Regions from separate parts of the Mus musculus genome. Here region 1 is linked to region 2. Evidence: chromatin contacts called from public HiChIP or PLAC-seq data. All regions are on one chromosome and are shown on one strand. Each heading gives the region's core, a stretch centred on a gene start, on an enhancer-like site or on the middle of the called end of the contact. The rest is flanking DNA. Distances are from core to core; before and after follow the strand shown.

Region 1 (4,668 bases), core at 836-3,335, 190 kb after region 2:
GCTCTGTAAGGAAGCCCACCAAGTTCCTCGGTTCCCCCAGAGGATGCTCTGGTGGAATTGTGAGTTGGTTTGTCTTTAGGACCTTAGGAGAAGGGATGAATGCTGTTATGTTCCCTCTGGAGAAGAGATTTTAGCAACACAGGGTATAAGATGGTGAATAGGATCAAACCATACATAAAATTCTCCAAGAACCACTAGAGATATTTAGAGTGAACCACCAGCTTGCCTGTCATTTTAGGCCAACACATCTTGATGTAAAATGGTGCTGTGAATACCGTGTAATCGTTCTTTTATTGGCCACGGTGTTAGACAGAGTTGAGTTTACATGCTTTCCCCGCCTATTGGGCCACATTGTGTATTCCCAGTACATTGCAAGTATACAATATACGAAAGCTAGCAGTACTTATTCTACTAAACTATGGGCCTTAGAGTATTAACCAGTGGGTTCATTCTTAACAAACTGCCACAACCTTGACACCTGAAAACAACAGAAATGTCACACACTTCCAGAGACCACAAGTCTGAAGATAGTGTCAACAGATCACATGCCCCGCAGAGGCTGGGGAAGAAATCAGCTCCCACCCAGGTTCTGGAGCCTTGTGGAAGCTGCCAGAATTCCTTGGTGTTCCTTGGCTGTGTCTGCAATCCTTCTATGGTCTTCCTCTGCCCTCATAGTGAAGTCTTCTCTGGAGTGTCTCATATTCTTTAACCATACTTTTGAGGTGTTTAGGGCCCACCCAGGTCACTCCAAGTGATCGCTTTATCTAGAGATCCTTAATAGTCAAATGCTCAGAAATTCTACTGTATAAACCAACAGTCACAGGTTCTAGAGCTTTCCAAACGATTCCTTAGAGGGCATCACTCAGTCTACCATGACCCCTTATGAGGTGACAGACAATCCTGGTTTTCCAGGAATACCTTTCTTTTCTAGTTACAAAAGAGAAAGCAAAGGCAAACAACTATGGTTCCATTTACTAGGCTGCGAGAGGCAGAGGGAGGATTCAGCAACTTTCCTTGTTTTTTAGAGCATTTTGCAAAAAACCAATCTGGTTAATCAAGAATTATGTTGATGAGGACACTCGTGAGTTAAGATTTTCTACATAATTACATACCACCCCCCCCCCCATGAATCTACCTGTGGAGGGTGAAATGGGTATAATATAAGGCCTCCCCCTTGGCTAAGAGGAATATAAAATCTCTAGGTAGTGTGTTAGTCTACGTTTAGTTGCAATACCCAAATACCCGATGCCAGATCATTTGTAAAGAAGAAGGGTGTATTTAGCTCACAGTTCTGGAGTCCCAAGAGCATGGCAGCAGTCTCTGCTTGGCTATGGTGAGGTGCCCATTGTGTATGGCATCCTGATGGTGGGAACACGTGGCAAATGGGGGGCCAGACAGCAGGGAGGGGCTGGTCTGACTCACTACAACCACTCTCTCCAGAACTATCTGGAGTCTCAGGAGGCATTAATCCCTTCTGGTGGCAATGTCCCCAGGAATCTAATCTCCACCCTTATGACTCACCTCTTAAAGGTTCCATTATTCTCCAATATCACCGTACTGAGTCCCAGGATCCCAGTATATGAGCTGGCAAGGGACAAGCTATGTCAAATAATAGCGGATAGGAAACCGAATATTTCCTTAGAGAGAAAAGACAGCACAGTAAATCATTTGTCCAAGGGTGCCATAAAAGGTAATGAAGATGACAATTCTGGGGACCCTCCTGTCCATGGGGTAGGTAGACAGGAACAGCAACTCCCCAAGTGCTTTCAATAGGATGGACATGAGTGGCTGTGCTATCCTGGACCAGGGTCAGTGGAGTTGCCCGCTAACTAATAAAGATTTTAGTCCATGTTAACTAAAGCTATAGCTTTAGTTATTTCTCCTTTTAAAAAGACTTCACACAGAGATACGCCCATGTATCCGAGTCTCCGTTCTAATTCAGGATCAAGAAAATATAGTCCTGTGTTACCTTTGAAGTTTTCAGCCTTCATCTTGAGAAAAGTTTTTCCTTAGATCCTAGGTCCTCCCCAGACAGAGAAGGCAGTGTGACTAAGAGCCTGGTGACATCAAGCTGAGACGCAGCATGTCCCCTGTCCCGCACTCTGTGCTATGTCCTAATTCTCTTGCCTCTCTCATGTGCTCATGTGTGGCTAGGTAGGAAAGTGTGTTTGAGGACTGAATAGTGGACTTGGAAGGATGGCACAGTAGTTAAGAGAACTTCCTGCTCTTGTAGGGGACAGGGTTCAGTTCCCAGCACCCACACCTGGTGGCCCACAACTCCCTATAACTCTAGTTTTAGGGGACCTGACACCTTCCTCTTGCCTCCTCTCACACCTACATGTGTGTGGTGCACATAATCTCTCATAGGCACATAGGCATGCACAGGAATCAAACTCAGGGAGTCCTAGTCCTTGGGTTCCCAGATGGCACCCTATTGTTGGAGCTCCAGTAAGCAGGGAACCAGCAGTTCCCCAATGCTGCCTGAGTAGTTTGAAAGGACTAGAGAAATTCATTTCAGAAATGTGAAAGTATAAAACCTGTCTGTATTCTCGCCCAATTTTCTCGTATCTCTGTCTCCCTCACCTAAAGCTGCTCCCATCTCAGAACTAAAAATTATTCATTAACTGAGATCCGTGAAAGGCTCAGTATGAATAACCGAATATGGTAGAATTTTGGACGCTGTGACAGGAAACAGGAAGCTCAATGCGGGGGCTGTGGGGTCTGTCCTTAAGCTTTGGGGCACTTGCCCAATGACTCAGAGACCACACCTGCCCACTCAGCCTACCCACAAGGCCACTGCTGGGTATGACCAGCTCTGCCGGGCCCATGCCAGCCTGCACATACTTCTTCCTCGGCTGGCAGCTACAGGCCAAGGAGGGTATCTCAGAACCAATGTTTCCTGGCTGAAGGCCAATCTTGATCTAGTGCCTAGGAGGTGCAGAAAGGCAGGGACAAAACATAAAACAATCCAGCTTAGGGGCTGGAGGAATGGCTCAATGCTTAAGAGCCTTTCTTGCTTTGGCAGAGGACCTGGGGTCAGTTGCCAGCACCTATTTTAGCCTCAGGGATCACTTTCTTCTGGATTCTGAGTATGCACAGGTTCGAGTGTGTGCACTCCCACACATACACAGGATGAAAAAATAAAAACAGTGTCTTAAATGAGCCAGCATGAGCAGGTGTCACTCTGCGGATTCAGACTCCATCCCATCTCCTGTAAGGGAAGTATCCCTTTATTCCCATTCAATAACGAGTTATTGAGGGGCAAGTTGGCTCTGCAGGAAAAGGAGCTGGCCACCAAATCTGACAACATGAGTTCAATCCCCAGGATCCACATGGTAGAAGCAAACTCCTTCTGTCTGGCTTCCACATGTGGTTATGGCACACACACACACACACACACACACACACACACACACACAGGATTGCAGGCACACACAGAGGACACTACACACACACTCATAGACAACACTATGCACAGATTCATATATATACACACACACAATGAACTATAAAATGTAAAAACAATGAAAATAAAAACAGGGTTTTTGTTGTTGTTTTTTGTTTGTTTGTTTGTTTGTTTTTTCTGAGACAGGGTTTCTCTGTGTAGCCTTGGCTGCCCTGGAACTCACTTTGTAGACCAGGCTGGCCTCGAACTCAGAAATCCGCCTGCCTCTGCTTCCCAAGTGCTGGGATTAAAGGCATGTGCCAACACTGTCTGGCTTATAAAAACAGTTTTTAATGCACATACTTTACTTATACAAAAATACCAAGAAAAAGGTTACAAACATAATTCTAATAATGTATATCAAAAATGTATAACAGCAGCATAAGGTGATCATACTACAATGGAATATAGGAAGATAAAACTCCAGGTTCTTGGAATAATTGTATGCATGTGCATAATAGCTAGTCTTGGAGCCATGTTTGAGGTATCCAAGAGGGAAGAGCATTCTGAGGTCCTGAGAATTGAAATAGGGGAAGAGTGGCGAGTATAAGTTTTTACTAACTTTTAGTAGAAAATTTCAATTTTCCACTACGGATATACACAGCAGGCCACAGAAGTATTAACAGCGTCCTTGGCTGCCACCAACAGAGAGAAGACTATCTAAACACTATATTCTTGCAGGATTAAGCACACATGTTCTTACCATGACATGAACCTGTTTAGTGCTTACAGTCTAGAGAGCGAATGTGGTTGGGCTTATTTTCTTTGTAACCCTATGCATTTTCTCTGGCACATTTGAATGCAATATTCTGAGAAGGAACCCACAGGCTTCAGCAGACAGCTCAGGAGGCTAAGGGCTTCTAGAATGGAAGCCACCTGTCTGTTTGGTGATACCCAGAAAGCCTTATTGCTGAGCTGGTGTGTAACATTAAGAGGCAAAAAGTGTTCTCTGATTAACTCGTTCGTTTCTTGAACATAATAACAACAGACGAGCCCCCTGGATGGAGTCCCGGAAACTGAACATTTGAAGGCCAGTCATCTCCAAAGTGACTTTTCTCTGCATGCCAGCATGAGTCAGAGAGGATGCTTAAAGTACTCCAGAGACAGAGGACTTGAAACATAGAAGGTATTAATAGAATCCCTCCGACCTTGGGGCTTCAGTTCCTCCCACAGCCTTCCTGGTCACATGTTGGGCATCCCGAGAGGCTGAGCCTGACTGTGTG
Region 2 (4,851 bases), core at 693-3,192:
GTGAAAGAGCAAATAGCACTCGGATAGGATGAGAGCCTTGCTAGTGTGGGATGATCACTTGAAGACCTGGCGGTGAAGGTCTACTCCTGTGTAAAATTAAGAAGCTTCATCATCCAGGGTTTTGCTACTTCTTCAGTATGGGCTACTGGCCAAGGCACCGCTGAGCTTGTGCCACGAAGGCTGCCGCAGTGTTTTCTAGACAGACTCGCAAGGAACTCCAGCGCATTTTCCTCATCGACCGTGAAGAACCTGTGACTTTGGAGGTGTCGCTGGGACTGAGAGATGCTTCTGCCCCAGAGGGCAGGGTTCAGGGATGTTCCCAAAGGAAGGAAGAACACGTTTGACCAAGTGCTTTATTTAAAACCACGCTTTAGTATTCACGTTCTTTGGGAAGCAAAACCAAAATAGTTGTTTTGTGCGCACGCACGCGTGCATACGTGTGCGTGTGTACATGAATGAGTGCTGTGCCTGTAGGTGAGGAGGTTTGTAGAGGGCAGGGATCAACTGCAGCATTGTTCTTCAGTAGCTGCCTAACCTTGTTTTTTTGAGGCAGAGACTCCCTGGAATCCCAGGATTGCATATTAAGGTAGGGTGTCTACCACTGAGCCCCACAAATCTCCCCCCCCCCCAGTACTAGGGGTTAAATGTGCATGCCAGCATACCCAGCTGCTCACATGGGTATGGGTTATTGGACTCAGGTGTTCATGCTTGCAAGGAAAGCGCTTTCTGCCTAAGCCACCTCTCCAGCCCCATTAGCATGTTTGTTGTTGTTGTTGTTTTGTTTTTATGCTAGAGGTCAGGGAGGTTAATTTAGGCACAGAAATCCCACCAAGAGTCCTGTTGTCTTTCTACACATTTTAATTTTAATCCATGCCTAGAGAGGTTGCATTTTGACTAAGTCAGTCCTATCTGACCTGGAGTTTTGGAACCGGGTAGTGTTCTGAACAACTCCCAAGAAAACGTCTAGTTTACTTCGATGGTCATACAACTTCAAGCTGCATGTATTTAGCCAGAGCTGCTCTTTACTTCAGAGACAGGATTCCAAACTTTCCAGAAAAGGAAATGTCGCAATAGCTTTTTAAAAACAATCAGTTTCGGTATCTCATGGCCACACAGTTGGCATGCTAGTTTTGTTGAGGATCTGAAGTTGCCAACCTCAGAGAAGTGGGACTTAGAGCCTGCCCTTTCTTTTGCATGGCTTGCGTTACTCTTCACCTTCATCTACACGTGGAATCTGTTTCCTGGGAGCAACAGCCCAAAGTCCATCTTCGTGTTTAGCACCCAGGTGAATGCGCTAACGGAGGCCGTCCAGGAGCTTGTTTGACACCGGGTACATGGTTGTGATTGAACATTAAGAAAACCTTGTGGCTGGGCGGTGGTGGCGCACGCCTTTAATCCTAGCACTTGAGAGGCACAGGCAGGCAGATTTCTGAGTTCGAGGCCAGCCTGGTCTACAGAGTGAGTTCCAGGACACTCTCGAACAAACAAACAAACAACAACAACAACAACAAAAACCCAAAAAAACCCAACAAACAAACAAACAAACCCAAACAACAACAACAACAACAACAACAACAAACCTTGTAAGAGGTCAGGCATCAATAGGGTTTTGGTGGACCCAGAAGGGCTCTGTTTCTCCCTTAGCATGTGGTTACAGGGCTAACATGGATGTGTTGTTAGGAGAGATACAGCCCTCCCAGCTGCTTAAATGGGAGAGGTTCTGATGCACAGCAAGGTTTCTCCCAATTCTAAGGCAAATTATCCTTTTTTTTTCTTAGCGTAGTTGGCTTCTTACCAGCTGTTGCGCTTGCAGATGAAGGCCTATTTATCCTGGATGACCTTTTATAAAATGATTTCTTAGAGCATTGGACAGGAAGAGATAGCAGGTGCTCAGAGTCCTATTTTCTTGCAAGGCAATCATATGATGACTCAGGTCGCTGATAAGGAGGTTAGCTAGCAAAGTCGAGGTGTCAAGGATAATATCAAACAAAGAATGTGGACAGCCGCTTACAGAAGAGCTGTTAGTCACTCTGGCCTTCTCTTGTTACTTCTCCAGGCCAACAAGCCCTAAGACAGCGCCTTAAATGGGTACAACTCTAAACTGTACTTCAAATGAAAGTTAAACCGATTATTATGAAGTTGAAAACAGGAAGAGGGAGGGTCAAAATTCTCTAGTGGGCAATGGAGTGAACAAATTTCACCTGTGTGTGCACTTTTACTATAAACCAACTCAGCTCCCAAAGACAGGGGTGTATCTCTCATTAAAGTGTCACTGACTCCTGAACAGCACAGAGGGCCATCTTTAGGTAGACACCGGCAAATCTCTCCAGTTCCCTCCCAACTGTGGGAGCCAAAGTGTCTGTCCATCCTGCTGGGATTTGAACCTCTGAACCTTGGTTTTACAGAGCCAGGAATAGTTTGCACGCTGTTACTTGGCTCATAGCCACTCTTACTCCCTTTCTTATTCCCTTGCCAGGACACAGCAGGCTACTTGTGGGAATTAAAAAAAAAATTAAAGCCAAGTGGAAAAGCAACACTAAACGCTCCAAGATCTTTCCAGAGACCCAAGTAACTACTGGCATTCTCATAAATGGACTATGTTTTTAAGGAAGTCATGGGCTTGGAGCTTTGAAAAGAAAGCAGCGTCCTCACAGTTAAGTGGGTAATGCCTACCCCGGAGCCTCCCAAAGGGCGCTCTGTGAGTCCATACAAGGCTCCTTTACAAGGCCACTGACTAAAACTGGGACTGTTTTCCAAACACAGCTGGCATATTGTAAATGCAAAGCTATAACCAGGGCAAATATTTGCTCGAGGGGCAACTCTGCACAGTATTTGAAGCCAAGGTTGTTGTCAGGAGCTGCACAGGTCTAAATGCTTTGCCAGCTTAGGAGTTGCGGTTCAACCGCCACATTTTCAGCTGTGTGGCAAATAATGGGGGCAACCCTTCACAGCTTGATCTGCAAACATGCTCTACCTGGGTGAGCATGGATTTGAGGTGGTGGTGGGTGGGGCTGTGTTTAGACTTGAATTCAGTGAGTGTTCCTGGGACCCCACCTTCCTCTAAACACTTCCAATTTTTTTCTTTAGGGAAATGACCATTCTCTCTCTCTCTCTCTCTCTCTCTCTCTCTCTCTCTCTCTCTCCTCTCCTCCCCCTTTTTTCCTCCTTCCCCACTCCCATTAGAAAATCTGTAACTGTGTGTTTGATCTAAATAGCTATGAACATTAGCTGAGAAACTTGCTTGCCCTTCTTCTCTGTTTTTGTCTTCTCAAGCTCAGATTCCAGTATAGGAAGCAGAGGAGGTGGATAAAACACAGCTCTACCCAGTGAGGGCACAACCCAAACCTTGCTATAGAGCAGATACAACTGTTTCTTGTGTGCCACCATGGGAGCATTTTTGTTTTCCGAGACAGGGTTTCTCTGTGTAGCCCTGGCTGTCCTGGAACTCACTCACTCACTCTGTAGATCAGGCTGGCCTCGAACTCAGGAATCCACCTGCCTCTGCCTCCCAAGTGCTGGGTTTAAAGGCGTGTGTCACCACACCCGGCCAATGGTAGCATTTTTGAGTTCTGGATTTTAGAAGATGACATCCTGGTGAGAAGAAAGGACTCGGAGGTCTCTCCAGTTGGGATGCCCCACTCGTACCTGACAGTCTCCACACATCTCAAAGAGCCTGCCATTCTTCCTTCCTCATGTCCTTTACTTTGAATGGCAGGTGTTTGTTTCTCCCTTGCTTGAAATTACTCTGCTCAAGCTGCATGTGTTCTTCCAATTTTCCTACTGCTGGGGACAGCAGTTCCAATAAATGCCCTCCACGACTCCCTGCTTAGCAACAGGATCAAGTCACCTCAAACCTTCCAGGATATCCCCTTCCTAGACCCAGCTGTCTTCTAAAAAAATAAAAATAAATCCCCACTTCTCACACCCTGGGGCGTTGCAGAGAAGCCAGGGTCATGAACTGCTCTTGAATGTTTGCTGTGCCTTCTTCTCTATTAGAGATGGTCCCTCAACTTCCGTCTGAGGGTTGAGCACCTCGCCCCTGTTTCAGTGCCTGCTTCACCATCACCATCACCAGAAGGTGTGTCTTGCCACCCTAGCTCACAGTACCCCCTGCCCCCACCTCTGCTTAGTCTCTAGCTCAATTTACAGAGGATTAATATTCAGAATATACAAAGAACTTAAAAAAGGAAACAAATGACTCAAGCAAAAATATAATAAGGAACTAAAAAGAGAATATTCAAAAGAAGAAAGACAAATGACCAATTGTATATTGAAAAAGCATTCAACATCCTTAGCCATAAGGGAAATGAAAATCAAACCTGCTTCTCATCCTAATTAGAATGGCTGTCATCAAGAAAACAAATGACAAACAATGGAGGCAAGGATATGGAGAAAGGAGCCCTTACTGCTGTTGGCAGGAGTGTAACTGGTGCAGCCACAATGACCATCAATGTGGAGGTGTGTAAGAAACTGAGTATAGAACTGTCATATGGTCCAGCTATACCACTCCTGAGTGAATCCCAAACAGCTCACATCCTACCTCAGAAATACTTTGAAATTGATGTTTATTCATCAATGATGTTATGCTTTGTTCATAACATCAAGGAAACAGACTTGGTTGGGATGCCCATCAACATGAACAAGGGTCTGAGGGACATAGGTAGGTTAGGAGACTGAAAGTAGGCTCTCTGATAAGGCAGCTGCTTGGTTTTGGAAGATATTACAAAGAAACCATTACTAGAAAGGTGGGGGTGGGGCTTAAGTATACACACACACACACACACACACACACACATAGTGTGTTGTGATCATAAAAAGAGAAAGAGCTATAAAGTTCTGGCGGGGTGTGGG

The links. HiChIP or PLAC-seq counts read pairs in DNA pulled down with a chosen protein or histone mark.
Region 1: an HNF4G HiChIP or PLAC-seq map of pancreatic cancer cells shows a contact between it and region 2. The contact joins two enhancer-like sites. A contact is called at or near these places in 1 of 39 promoter capture datasets (the C10 cell line), 3 of 484 Hi-C or Micro-C datasets (liver, nephron progenitors and uterus), 7 of 115 datasets of contacts at active chromatin or transcription factors (the 230-238 cell line, SST interneurons, embryonic basal ganglia and 3 more) and 1 of 9 other capture datasets (embryonic stem cells).

Annotation. Positions count from the first base shown.
Region 1 is chr14:76,784,991-76,789,658 of GRCm38.p6, forward strand. The region is part of intron 1 of Gm30246 (a long non-coding RNA gene); the gene reads left to right. Among named protein-coding and RNA genes, the nearest start is that of Gm30246, 6.6 kb to the left of the region's middle. Within about 2 kb of position 2,086, at least 90 of the 459 cell types and tissues checked have an H3K27ac peak or open chromatin away from gene starts, as enhancers often do. A contact at or near this core is called in pancreatic cancer cells, where this site is marked.
Region 2 is chr14:76,592,764-76,597,614 of GRCm38.p6, forward strand. No RefSeq gene overlaps it. Among named protein-coding and RNA genes, the nearest start is that of Serp2, 39 kb to the left of the region's middle. Within about 2 kb of position 1,943, at least 31 of the 459 cell types and tissues checked have an H3K27ac peak or open chromatin away from gene starts, as enhancers often do. A contact at or near this core is called in pancreatic cancer cells, where this site is marked.